Linked DNA regions of Sus scrofa: region 2 is linked to region 1. The links are chromatin contacts, called in public Hi-C maps. All regions are on one chromosome and are shown on one strand. The core of a region is the stretch at or near the end of the contact, and the rest is flanking DNA. Distances in the headings are between cores, read along the strand shown. Region 1 holds the start of WDR46 (WD repeat-containing protein 46). Region 2 overlaps SYNGAP1 (ras/Rap GTPase-activating protein SynGAP).

Region 1 (6,523 bases), core at 1,781-4,280:
ACCCCTAGCCTGGGAACCTCCATATGCCGAGAGAGCGGCCCAAGAAATGGTAAAAAAAAAAAAAAAAAAAAAAAAAAAAGAAAAGGTTTTCTGACTCCTGAGTTGGACACTCATGTCCCCCCTCTCAGGGTGAGGAAAGTGTATGGTCACTGAGGTCACCAGCATGGCTGGTCAGCGGTCACCAGAATTTAAGCCGAAGCAGCTTAGCTACAGAGTCTGTGCTCTAGAGGTACACTGCCTTCTAGTTCTTTCTGACCCACTGTGGCCACGCCCCCCAGCACCTCACACCAAACAAGTGACTTACGTGCCTGTAGGATCGACTGCCACGGCCCGCACCCCACCGCGGTGACACAGAATCTTTGCCAGCGGTTCCTTCACTGCAGGGCTCCATAAAGACACAGTCCCTGGATATCAGAGAAGAGCTCAAGTTACTAAGAGGGCGCTGAGGCAACTAAACTGGGGAAAGAGGGGACTGGAGGCCAAGAGGTAACACGAGAGGAAAGTAAAGGGGCAGTTTGAGTTTCGGGGACTTGTTAAGTACAAATCTAGAACAGCAGGTCAGGAGGACGATCAAGATTCAGCCAAGGACCGACCGTTGCTGTGTCCGAGGTGGACGATGGCATTGTAAGGGTTCTGGGTCATGACGTCGAGCCGTCCAGCCCGGGCGTTCAGAGCTGCCACGATCTTGCCCACTGACACGTCCAAGTAGGTCAGAAACCCTGTCTCTGACTGAGAGAGAAAGGATGAGTCCCAGCTGCCCACTGGGCTCCCTCTACTGGGTCCCAGGGGAGGATCAGTCTTCATGGGGGGCTGCCACCCCGGCCCTGTGCTCCACAGCCACTCACAGCCGTGGCCAGGAGGAAGTGGAAGGGCAGGAACTCAAGCCGGGTGATGCGGTCACAGCGGCGGACGCAATGGAGCTCGATGCCCTGGTTGTCGTAAATGTGAAGCCAACGGTTCTGAGCAACAGCAAGCAGTGCCTCTGAGTGCAGAAACCTAGGAGGAGCAGGAGTGGTGGGGGTGACAGAGAGTCACTGGCAGTCACTCAGTCGGGGATGGGCTGTCTCACCACCCACCGCCGCCGCCATCACCACCACCACCACCAGAGCCCACGGACCGGATGTCCCGCACCGCCTCCATGACGTTGATCTCGCACATAAGCTTCTTTGTCACCCAGTCGAGGGCGGCCACATGACCCCGTCGCCCTCCCAAAGCCAGGTGCCTGTTGGAGGTGGAGGACAGGCAGGGTGTCAGTACAGGGAGCACCCTGCCTCTGAGGTCTGCCCTCACCAGCTTCCCTCCACGCTCACCCTCACACGCGAGCAGGTCACAAGAGTCTCCCACATCAACAGCCCAAATGTACGCTCATGTATGTACACATAGGTATATACACACCCAAACATGCACACAACGCGTCAGGGGTGGGCAAGGCTGCAGCAATGAAGGAGACTCAACCACACCCTAGTTCAAATCACTGGAAGTCAACCTTACCTCCCTGTTCGAGAGTAATTCAGCCTGTAGGGTCCAAACTGCCTCAAGTTCAAGTCAAAGTGCTGGAAAAGGGAATAGCGGAGAAAAAAAGAAAGAAAAAAATTGGGTCCCTTCAGTAATATTTTCTTCTAGCCCCACTTCCATCCTGCTCTGCACCCCAGTCAGCCCGCTGGATCCTTTTACACCCTCAGGCTCACCTTGGCTGCACTTGCAATATCCACAGCCTCTGCGATGTCAGCCTGGCGTATCCTTGCTGTGTCCTCCCCATCCTCACCTTCCAGAAACCTGCCAGTGAATGTCAGGGTTGCATTCAGCTTTCCGATGTGAAGTCAGTGTATCAACATAAAAGTGAGAAATGAGAGCCTCATAAACCAGGAGCTGGGGAGGCCCACATTACGGTCCACTTACCCAGGTTCCTCAGCCAGCAGCAGCTCAGAACGAGCAGCTTTGACGCTTATTTCCTCTTCCTCAGCTTCAGCAGCATCAAGCCGGCTTTGGGCTTTGGACTTGGAACGGGGCAGCTACAATCATTGGTGGGAGAGGAATGGGCGAGTATGGGGGTTACAGGAGAGCCACCTGACCGCGCCTCCATCCAGCTCACCCAGACACTCCCTGCCTGCAACTCCTCCCCACTCTCCGACCGGTTCTCACCTTTTTGGATTTGTCGATGCGACGGAACTTTCGAACTACCTCCACAGGGACAGGGGCGGGGCCTGCAAACGGGTCCTGGGCCTGGGACAGGAATGGGGCAATTAGTAAACAGGCTCGGGTTGATCCCAACTCTCGTACCCTCAAAGCACGAGGAGACTTGCCTCGCCACCGTATAAGGTCCCAGGCTCACCCCAGACAAGCTCCGCTGAGGGCCTGGACTCCTCCATTCTTGGGATTTCTTTGGGACCTGGGGCTTCTTGGGGAACCGAGACTTCTTTTGGATGGGAGCGTTCTTTGGCTTCTGAGGGCGGGCCTCTCGATTCTTCTTCTGTTTACGAGGGGGACCCGGAGAGGCTCCGGCAGCTGTCGGAGCGGTCTCTTCCTCCCAGTATCGCCGAGGTTTCTGCTGGCAGATCAGGACCCCTGATATTCCGCTGCCTCCTCCCCGCCCCTCCAACCCCTCAGCCAAAAACTTTCCTTTCAACCCAAGGAGGTCTCTACCTTTCTCTTGGCCTGAAGTCTGTCCTTCTTGGGCGGGACATCACTGCCAGGCTTGGGGGCTGTCTCCATCAAGCCCACCCGAACCGCGACACACGTGCAAACTCCTCTCAGCTGTCCCACAGTCGGATTGAAAACTCCCGGAAGTCTTCCGGCCCTCATCCAATCAGCTCCGCCCCAGGTTCGAAGCCCTCGAGGCGCCATCTTGGGTGAGGGCGCTCTCTCCAGTGAGGTGGGGGGCAGACCTTGGCCCCGCCCCCGTGAGGCAGTTTATGCTTGAGTAATGAAAGAGAGGTGGTCCGGAGCCAGGACTCAAGTTGACTGTGCAGTTCCTTTTTCCAGCTTCGTTTCCGCATGTTGCCTAGAACGTTCCGAGTCCAGCCTTTTAGAAAAACGCCACTCGTCTAACAAGTGAGAACTACAGTTCCCGGCATGCGTCAGACGAGAGCTTCCGGCGCCGTCTCTTCCCAGCATTCTCTGTTTACTTCCGGGTTCACCAACACTGAAAGAAGAACGTGAGTAGATAGAGCAGGCGTTCGGTTGAGGGCTCTGGGGTCTCTTTTCCCCCGCTGCCGCCTAGAGCAGGGGTGGAGTCGATATCTCGGACGGGGGGAGACTGCGGTGCCCCGAGGGGCTGCTTCTCAAGAGGGCTGTCATTTCCGCAGGCCGGAAAGGGGAGCTCGGGTACCTTCCAGAGTGTGCAACCCAGCGCCCCTCTCCCTCTTCCCGCGGAGTTTCGTCCTCGCCATGGCTGAGCTGATCCAGAAGAAGCTACAGGGAGAAGTGGAGAAATATCAACAGCTACAGAAGGGTAGGGGAACGGGGTTGTCCCGGTTCTCTCACTACCCGAAGCCTTACAAGATGCGTCCTGCCCCTCTCCATCCCACCCGTGCCCCTTCCCCACCTCCATGGTGTTCCCGTCCTTGTCGCTCCATTTCTCACCAGGACGGTAGGGATTGGGTGGCATATCTGATGTCTTTAATCAAGTCTTCCCTCCCACCCGCCAGACTTGAGTAAGTCCATGTCAGGGAGGCAGAAACTAGAAGCACAACTAACAGAAAATAATATCGTGAAGGAGGTGAGAGCACAGGATTTGTGGGGCGAGGAGGGAACTTGTCCTGGCAATGTTTCTGATCACAGATGTCCTGCCCCTCCATCAGGAACTGGCCCTGCTGGATGGATCCAACGTGGTCTTTAAACTTCTGGGTCCCGTGCTGGTCAAACAGGAGCTGGGAGAGGCTCGAGCCACAGTGGGGAAAAGGCTGGACTACATCACAGCTGAAATGTGAGTCTTTGTTCCAGCACCTTCTGACAGACATGCCACGGTGGAAGACGTGTTGAGAAAGCCTTGTAGAGTAGCTTCCAGAGCTGTTCCCACCACCACCACCACCCAGTTCCTCCAGCCGCTTTCCTTTTAACCCCTCTTCTCCTCCCTCCCTTGGATCTCACGTTCCCCACCAATCTCCTTCCTGCCTTCAGCATCCTCAGCAGTAAGTCTCATTAAGACCTCACCGTTTTTGGTGTTCTGTCTTCCTCAGTAAGCGATACGAATCCCAACTCCGGGAACTGGAGCGCCAGTCAGAGCAACAGAGGGAGACCCTGGCTCAGCTGCAGCAGGAGTTCCAGCGGGCCCAGGCAGCCAAGGCAGGGGCTCCTGGGAAGGCCTGACCCTGTGGAGGGGGGAGGGAGGGGGTGGGAATGAGGCAGCTCAAGGGTCTCTACTGTAGTGAATAAAATGTGAAAACACCTGGCTGTTTTCTCACCAGCCACTTCTGTTGTAATCATCTCCACCTTTTCCCCTGGTCCCTTCTCCCCTTATATGTTTATCGCTTCTGTGACTCCCTCAGGTCCAGACTCTTGCAACTGGGCACTCTGAGGCCGAGTAAGCCTTCTTTATTGAGACTGAAATATGAAATATCTCAAATCTCATTTTTCCTGTATATGCAGCCCTTAGGTCTCCATTATCCTGGTTGGAAACATGAGAAGGGCATTTGCAATGCAGTGGTTTTGGGTAAAGTGAGTTTAATTGAACTCAGAATTTTCTAAGCTGTGACCCCAGAATGAAACATGGGGACCCTCCCTGCTGATTTCCCATCATCTTCAAAATAGCCCTGGCATCCCTCTAATTCGTTTTAGTCTTTTTTTCTTAGAATTTGCTTGAATGTAGCTTAAACTGATTTAAAATCTCAACACCTAACGCTCTGATATCATACGTCCTCCATGTTTATACGTTGTCCACAATGTTGTTCTTCCGTTTCTTTGTCCTCAAATTGTTTCTTACACATTCACAGGTGTGGGGGTTTTTGCACGGATCACTTTAATCAGGTGGCTAGAACTTGACAAGGTTTTGTAACAGCTGAGGAGAAAAGTTTAAGAGCAAATAAAGGGATGGAGAGGTTGCCAGGGAGGCAGAAACCATACTGAGGAGACCATCTCCAGCAGCTCCTCGCTTTCAGCTCTTCATGGACGGAAAACACAGCCCCTCTTATTCCACAGTATCCACTCTCAGCCTGCCCCCCTGCCCCCGCCCCCGCAGCATCAGTGGCCCACGCTGCAAGGAATAGAATTCAGGTAGTGTTTTGGTTTATTAGTGTTGTCACAGTGACAGGAATCCCTAGAGCAGGAAAAGGAACTCCTACTTGCCATTCCCTTTGCCTGGGGCTCAGAGCCTCTAGGCTTTTCCCTTCTCCCACTTCTAGGCCCTTCTTGGGCCTGGGCATGCGAGGGTGTGGCCAGGTGTCAGGAACCAGCTGTGTGCCACACTTTTGGAAATCGGGAAGAGCTACACACAGGTTGTCCACCTTGGGATCCGAGGTGACCAGTCCCACAGGCTGGGTCTTGGCTGCCTGGTAACCTGGCAGCACTTCACTGCCCCAGGGTAGTTGGCCGCCTTGCTGGATTTTCTCCCAACGTAGCGCCCCCGTCTGGTATGGCCGCAGTGAGTTCTGTGAGCCGAGGCTCTCCCCTCAGAACAGTGCCCGGGCAATCTTCCTCCCCGTGGCTTTGATCCTGGGGAAGGAGCCCCCTCCCCCCGCGCTCGGGGGCGTCCCCGAGGCAGAGGGGCCCAGCGTAGCAGTAGAGGGCCTGCGCCGCTGCCGCAGGAGGAAATCGTGGGACGCACCATCCATGGCGTAGAAGACGTTGGCCGAGGCGGGGATGGTCAGCTCTGGAGGTTCCAAAAGGGGTGTCAGGCACAGCCCCGGGAAGGGATGGGGGGGTGAGGAAGCACCCCACCACAGCACCGCTCCCCTGCCCCCAGCCTCTGACCTCGCTCCCCTGGTAGCAGCTGCACCAGCTCATACTCTGAAGCCACTGCAGAATCACGATTGTTTTTCTTAAGGACACGACTGATGACACTTGGAGCTTTGTCCTGGCTTGTTACCTGGCAGGACAGCAGACCAAAAGGGCAGTAAATTGGCCATGATGACCTTTGCTTTCCATCTTCCCAACCATAGCCAGCGATCCCAACCAGAAAAGGCTACCTGTCCAAGCCCTTCGAGTAAACAGGACAGCCCTCTGTGGTGGCCCCTGTGCTGCACCTGCCAGCCCACATGCTTTCAGGGCTGTTCCCTGTGCAGAGATTGCTGTTGGCTCTGAAAACCTAACAGCCTCTGGAAGCTCAGGTGCAGCAGCTAATGCAAAGTAACCTTCTGAATAAAACATGGCCGCTAAAACCAAGGGTCAGTGAAAACCAAAACCTTCCTCCCGCTTGGTTCTTGAAACCACAGGGCACCATCCCTCACCCTCGCCCCCACCCCCAGCCTGCAGCTCCCTCACCAAGATGCTCTTGTAGACACTGCCGTCTTCCCCCAGCTCCATCTGGACGCGGATGATCCGGCAATCAGACGCCCCTGGCCCAGACCCACATCCAGCCCCCCTGGAG
Region 2 (6,523 bases), core at 1,084-3,583, 82 kb after region 1:
TGCAGCACTAATAACAGGATGTCCTGTGTTTCTGCCTCTTTTTCCTCTGTTTCTGCTCTTTTTCCTCATTGTAACAGTGAGAGTCTTTGTAAGCATTTGTGTATGTGGCCTCTTCCTGTGACTTACATGTGAGTTCATGGACCTTAGTGCCTGGTTATATGTGTAAGGTTATATTACTTCCAAGAATCAAGCAAACCAATTAGCAAATTCATTTTTCTTCTATTAATTTCTCAGTTCTAAAGCAAGATTTTAGTGGATTTGAAGTTAGACTTTATGTCTTTATTGTAAAAGCTTACCTATGAAAATAATGGCTGAGCTCCTTTCCACAGAGTGAGAATGAGGCAGCCATATCTGAGAAATGCAGAGATTAAGAAAAAGACATCCTGATCCCTTAGATGCATTGCTGAGTGTGTAACAGAAGGATAATTAGTGCATTTGTCCCCCATTTTCCCTTCATTGTGGGCACAGTCACAGGTTCCTGCATTGGAGTACGGGAAGGGCTGAGGGAGAAGGACTTGTCCTGAGACACTGGTTGTGGTTTTTGTGTGAATGAAAGACATTTGTGGTTTTGGGGATCCGGGGTACCTTGATGGGGTCAGGACCATAGTGTACTCAGGCATGTACCTCAGAGATTAGAGTGGCCTCCCCTCTCTGGGTGCCATGTGTGTGTCTCTGGGCTCAGTGTCCCTTTCTGTAACATGCTGCCCAGTGATTGCCTAAGAGATTCGGGCCGCAGGTCCACACCAGCAGCTCTCATGTGGGTGTCTGGGCTCAAAATGTACTCCCCTGTGGCAGTGCGCACATATGTCTAAGCATGTATCCCATGCAGTGTGTGGGCCACGGGGTCTCAGAACGTGGACCGTGGGGGCCCATGCTCACAGTTGTCTGTATGTCTCATAAGCACCATGTCGTGGCTCTCATGCACACATACCACCGAAGCTCAGTGTGTGTTTCTGGCTCTACACATGTGTTCTTGAGGGGCTCCTGTGTCATGGGGCCCACAGTTCTGCATGTGGACCTCCTAGCTCCTGGGTTTTAGAGGCCTAGGGAAGCTGGGGACTGATTCTAGGGCAATTTGCTGTTCTGGAAGCAGTCAGTGATCATGTAGCTGTGGCCCTCCCTTGCTCTGGAAACTAAAGGGTTAACAGGCAGCTCTTCCGGTTCCCCCACCCCAGCCTGTAGCTTCTCGTTGCCTTGGAGATGGTAGCCCCGCCCCTGATGCAGCACCTGCCCCCCCATTGGCTGCAGTGGTGACTGTGGGGCTGAGGGGGAGCCCAGGCCTGGGCAGCCATTCTGAAGCTGGAGCCGGAGCGTGGCATCCCCCCACTTCCATGCTCCTCTAGCCCCCAGCTCCTCTAGCCCCCCTTCCCCCCTAAATCCCCTGGCAGCATAGCTTCCGCTCCCCTTCTCCTCCTCCCGGCGGCCATCCCCTAGGCCCTGGGCAGGCAGGCCGGGCTCCAGGGGCCTTCATCGCCCCCCCTCCCCCCCCACCTTCACCTGGGAGTCCCCGGAGCCCCCACTACCTGTCCTCCCCACTCCCTGCCCACTCCCCTGCATTCTTATCTGTCCCCTTCCCCCCCTTCCCTTCAGAGCCCCTGCCACTGCAGTGCACGTGGAGCCAGCCCTTCTCCCCTCCCCCCAGCCCCTTCCTTGAATTTTCTGTCCCTGGCTTCCGCTTCCACTCCTCACTGGTCCCTTCTCAGACTTGCCCCTCCAACCCAGGGAGGGGGTCATGGGAGGCAGCCCTGGCCCTCCAGACTGACAGGGGTTCCAGAAGCGGGGACAGGTGGAAGGAGTGCCCACCGAGGGAGGAGGAGAGCCTGCCTCTGGTCAATGACCTTTAACCTACCCCCCCCAGCTGGCCCTTTCCTGGGGGGTGGGCACTAAGGACCTAGAACTGGTGGCTCTCCGGTGTCCTTTATGCCTGGAGTTTTAGTGCTCCTCTCAGCCATGACCCTTTGCTGACGGCTAGCCCCAGCCCCAGCCATGGGCCTAAGGCCTCCCACCCCGTCCCCCTCCGGGGGCTCCGGCTCGGGTTCCTTGCCCCCTCCTTCCCGCCGCCAGCCTCTCCGCCGCCGCTGCTCTTCCTGCTGCTTTCCGGGGGGTAGGTGAGGCTGGAGCTGAGGCACAGGGGGAGGTGGGCGCATGTCCGTGCGGGCCGGGGCTGGAAACCTGGGCTAACAGCGCCCCCTCCCCAACCCCCCCCCCAGAATACCACTTGGGTCGCTCGAGGAGGAAGAGCGTCCCAGGGGGGAAGCAGTACAGCATGGAGGCCGCCCCCGCCGCACCCTTCCGGCCCTCGGTGAGTGAAGGTGCCTGCCAGATGTGGCTCAGCTGGGTCCCCTCCCCTCCAGCCGCAGCTGGAGCCTAGGGATTTTGAGCCGGGGCAGGAGGGGGAGAGAGAGAGTGTATGAGAGCGTGTGTCCCCACCTCTTTGGTTTCCCCCTCCTTGGCCCTGCCCCCCCCCAGACCAGCCCTCCCACCTTCTCCTGGCTGGTGTGTGTGTGTGTGTGTGTGTGTGTGTGTGTGTGTGCGTGCGTGCGCGTGTGTGCGCGCGCTCGTGCGCACACACCCTTGGGAGCAAAGGAAGACAAATTGGTAGCAAGGCTCTTGTCCCCCTTTCCTCGTCTCTGGAGACTTTCCTTTTCCCCATTCCATCTTCGCCCAGGGACTCTAGCAACTGAGGGGTGACCCTGTCCCAATCCACCCCTCTCCCCTTTTCTCCCCCTCCTAGCAAGGCTTCCTGAGCCGGAGGCTAAAAAGCTCTATCAAACGCACGAAGTCACAACCCAAACTTGACCGGACCAGCAGCTTTCGACAGATCCTGCCTCGCTTTCGAAGTGCTGACCATGACCGGTGAGGAGCTGGATCCCATGGAGTTGGTTGCAGGGGAGCTGGAGTGAGATTGGTGGACAGGGGTTATCTGAGGGCATAGCGAAGGCTTCAGATGGACTGAGAGGTGTTACGAGAGGTGCTGGGGGCAGGGGCCACGGGTTGGGGGGGGGCAGGGTGCAGGCAGGAAGGGATGAAGGGGAAGCCAAAGGCCTCTTCTGGCCCACGAGGTGGGCTCCTGCCCAGGATGGAAGGAGGGGACAGCAAAGGAACCTGGTTTGGTAGGAGGGAGCGGTGTGGTCGAGGCAGAGGGAAGGACAGCAGGTTGGGGTGCGGAGGGCAGGTGTTAATGGAGCAGGACCGGGAAGGGGAGGCAGCACAGGTGTGAGCTTGCCAGCCCTGGTGGAGGGAGGCGGGTACCCTCAGAGAAGTCCAGAGGGCACTGTCTCCAAGGCTGGGCCTCTGTGGTCTGCTTCTTGGGGTCCCTCTTTGGGTCCCCCTCCACCAGGGCCTCCCCAGGGAGAACCTCATCCTTTGTTTCCCCTGGGACTGGGCAGGTAGGGAGGTTGGGGTCGGTGAGTCACCCGTCCCCTCCCCCTCCTGGCACCGAGCTGGGTTGGGGCCGGCGTCGGGGGGTGAGGGCCTGGTATTCCTGGCCGCGGGGGCGGGGGGCCGGGGGAGCGTGGCGCTGACGGCAACAGAGCCCGATGATGACGGGGCTGCTATAAATAGCCTCACGGAGGCTCCCACACCCGAGCTCCCCCTCCCGCTTGCTTTCCTCTGCTCTTACTCTTCATCCCCTGGCCTCCTCCTTGCCGCTCACTAGCCTGTGGCCTGTACCCTGCCCTCTTGCCCCCACCTGCCTCCTGGGGTCTTTCTGCCCAGACCTTCCCCCCTCTTCTTCTCCTTCTGCCCTGCCTGTCTCCATGCCCCAGTCCCCGTTTTCAGCCCATTGTCTCCATCCTCAGTCTTCTGCCCACAGCCTTCTCCTGTTTCCTGGGATTTTTCCCTCATTCTCTCCCTTGATTCTGCCAAAACTTGTCGTCTTGGCTCACTCATTCTTTGATCCACAAAGTGCTTGTTAGGCACTGCCTGCGTGCCAGGCCCAGACAGACGTCTGTCTCTGTGCTTCTTGTGCTTTACTTCCCTCTTGTACTGAGGCTCTGGTTTGGGAGGGTCACCTAGAGTCACCTAGGGTCACCTAGAGTCTGAGGCCCGCCTGCTCTCTTTGTTCAGCTCTGGTCCGTTTTTGGGTTGAGGTAGTTCTCAGGGTCCCCAGGCTGCACAGCCGCTCAGGCGCCGAGCTGAGGGAAGGGGCTTTCTCAAAGGGCTCTGGTGACTCGCACATCTCTTGTGTCCTTCCCCAGGGGTGGGCTGGGCTTCTCTGGCCTGTTGGTGTCAGGGTCCATGTGGGTTCCAGTGAGTCTGGCAGGCCCTTTCCCCGGGTCTCCAGCCCAGAGGCAGGCTGGTGATGCAGGCCTCTAGGTGTGCAAGCAGCCTGGGGCCCTGACCTTCCTCCTGGACCCCTCTTGCCACCCAGGGCCCGGCTGATGCAGAGCTTTAAGGAGTCACACTCCCATGAGTCCTTGCTGAGTCCCAGCAGCGCTGCCGAGGCCTTGGAGCTCAACTTGGATGAAGACTCCATCATCAAGCCAGTGCATAGCTCCATCCTGGGCCAGGAGTTCTGTTTTGAGGTATGGGTGTAGAGGGCTGGGGAAGGTCAAGGGGCAGGGGTCATGTAGGGTGAGAACAGAGGGAGCAGCCTAGGTTGGGAAGTCAAGGAAGCAGACACCTCTGGGGCTGGGAGAAAGGACCATAGGCCAGGGAGGAGACGGTTGTTGGTCTCAGTCCGTAGGAGTCCCCTTCCCTCTGGAGCCCATCTCAGCCCATCTACACCCTCTCTAGGTAACCACGTCATCAGGAACGAAATGTTTTGCCTGTCGTTCTGCGGCCGAAAGGGACAAATGGATCGAGAATCTACAGCGGGCAGTAAAACCCAACAAGGTACTGGGAATAAAGGAGACAAGGTGAAGGTCAAGCTACAGGAGAAGCTGGGGGCCCGGGGTGGGGAGAGGACCCAGGTGGGTACTTGGGTGAGCAGGAGACCCCCATTTGTCTCTGAGGCCCTGTTTCTTTTCCCCTTCTTTCTTCCTTAGGATCTGTTTTTCTGCCTTAGAAATCATAGACTTAAAGTGGCTGGGGCTCTGGGAGCCCTCTGGTCTGTTCCCCCTGCAAGCAGGGGTGTCCCACTACTACCCGGACAGGCGGCCCTCCAGCCCCTGCTTGCAGTGTTTCTGCAGGACACGCAGAGCCATCAGTTAGCCTCGTCTGTAGACCTTGGTTCCCTCTGTAAGACTGCTGCCATTGGGGTTGAACTGATGACTTCTGAAATCCCTTTGGCTTGGAGTTCTTATTGTGGTTCAGAAGGTTAAGAACCTGACTAGTATCCCTGAGAATGTGGTTTTAATCCCTGGCCTTGCTCAGTGGGTTAAGGATCCGTTGTTGCTGTGAACTGCAGTTTAGCTCACAGATGCAGCTGGGATCTGGCGTGGCTGCGGCTGTGTTGTAGGCCGGAAGCTGCAGCTCCAATTCGGCCCCTAGCCTGGGAACTTCTATATGCTGCAAGTGCAGCCATAAAAAGAAAAAAAAATAAAAAGTCCCTTTGGCTCAAAAATTCTGTGAGTCTATGTCCTTCCCTGGACTTCTACTTCCCAGGAGAAGTGTTCCCAGTCTGTCAGCTGTTCTCTGTTGCCCAGTTTCCAGTGGGCTCACAGGCCTGGTGACCCTCCTCTGTGGGAACCCTTGTTTGTCATCGTCCTTCTTAAAAACTAGACCCAAGATGCTGGCTGCAGCCTACCCCTCATGGAGTCCAAGCAACACACTCCTTTCCCATTGCGACTTGAGCTTCAGAGGAACTTGTGTTCGATTGTAACCCCTTAGGCCCTTTTCCCACTAACTACATAGTCTCATCTTCTGCATTTATGCAGTTGTTTTGTTTGTGTTTTTGTTTTTTTGGGTTTTTGTTTGTCTTTTTTGCCTTTTCTAGGGCTGTACCCGTGGCATGTGGAGGTTCCCAGGCTAGGGGTCTAATCGGAGCTGTAGCCCCTGGCCTATGCCAGAGTCACAGCAACGCGGGATCCAAGCCGTGTCTTCGACCTACACCACAGCTCACGGCAATGCCGGATTCTTAACCCACAGAGCTAGGCCAGGGACCAAACCTGCAACCTCATGGTTCCTAGTCAGATTCCTTTACCACTGAGCCACACCGGGAACTCTTTTTTTTTTTTTTTTTTTTGGTGATTAATTTCTGATTGTGTTTGAAGGACTCCTCAGTTCTCCTGTCCAAATTCTACCTTAATGTTTTTGGTTTATGCTCTAGCTTTTATAATTTTCCCCAATGTTAAGTGTGTTGTCTCGTGTATGAACAACCCTTTTGTATCAATTTCCTGTAGCCGCTGTAACACATCTTCACAAACTGGGCTGCTTAAGACAACAGACAAGTCCCGCTATGGTACAGTGGCTTAAGGATCCGGCATTGTCATTGCATCGACTCGGGTCACTGCTGAGGCATGGGCTCGATCCCCAACCCAGTGCAGTGGGTTAGGATTCTGGTGTTGTTGTAGCAGTGGTGTAGGTTGCAGCTGCAGCTCAGCTTCCGTCCCTGACCCAGAAACTTCTATATGCTCCAGGT

What was found. A called contact is a pair of places that touch in the nucleus more often than the background predicts.
Region 2: a Hi-C map of epiblast stem cells shows a contact between it and region 1, with 2.0 times the contacts expected there. The contact joins the enhancer-like site here to the promoter of WDR46 in region 1. A contact is called at or near these places in 7 of 47 Hi-C or Micro-C datasets (epiblast stem cells, heart right ventricle, liver and 3 more) and 1 of 2 datasets of contacts at active chromatin or transcription factors (skeletal muscle).

Annotation. Positions count from the first base shown.
Region 1 is chr7:29,650,537-29,657,059 of Sscrofa11.1, forward strand. WDR46 (WD repeat-containing protein 46) reads right to left here and starts at 3,031. Exons shown (of 15, transcript XM_005665882.3): 1 at 2,644-3,031; 2 at 2,333-2,548; 3 at 2,143-2,223; 4 at 1,900-2,012; 5 at 1,689-1,776; 6 at 1,492-1,553; 7 at 1,118-1,222; 8 at 846-996; 9 at 594-729; 10 at 305-404. The coding sequence starts at 2,844. PFDN6 (prefoldin subunit 6) reads left to right here and starts at 3,143. Exons shown (of 5, transcript NM_001185179.1): 1 at 3,143-3,155; 2 at 3,306-3,451; 3 at 3,648-3,718; 4 at 3,801-3,925; 5 at 4,179-4,409. The coding sequence starts at 3,388. The coding sequence ends at 4,308. It overlaps RGL2 (ral guanine nucleotide dissociation stimulator like 2), which reads right to left. Exons shown (of 19, transcript NM_001184893.1): 17 at 6,418-6,523; 18 at 5,908-6,022; 19 at 4,994-5,806. The coding sequence ends at 5,607.
Region 2 is chr7:29,733,033-29,739,555 of Sscrofa11.1, forward strand. It overlaps SYNGAP1 (ras/Rap GTPase-activating protein SynGAP), which reads left to right. Exons shown (of 21, transcript XM_003128342.5): 4 at 2,211-2,302; 5 at 2,735-2,856; 6 at 4,373-4,526; 7 at 4,738-4,836. Among named protein-coding and RNA genes, the nearest start is that of SYNGAP1, 13 kb to the left of the region's middle. Within about 2 kb of position 2,334, at least 37 of the 83 cell types and tissues checked have an H3K27ac peak or open chromatin away from gene starts, as enhancers often do. A contact at or near this core is called in epiblast stem cells, retroperitoneal adipose tissue and subcutaneous adipose tissue, where this site is marked.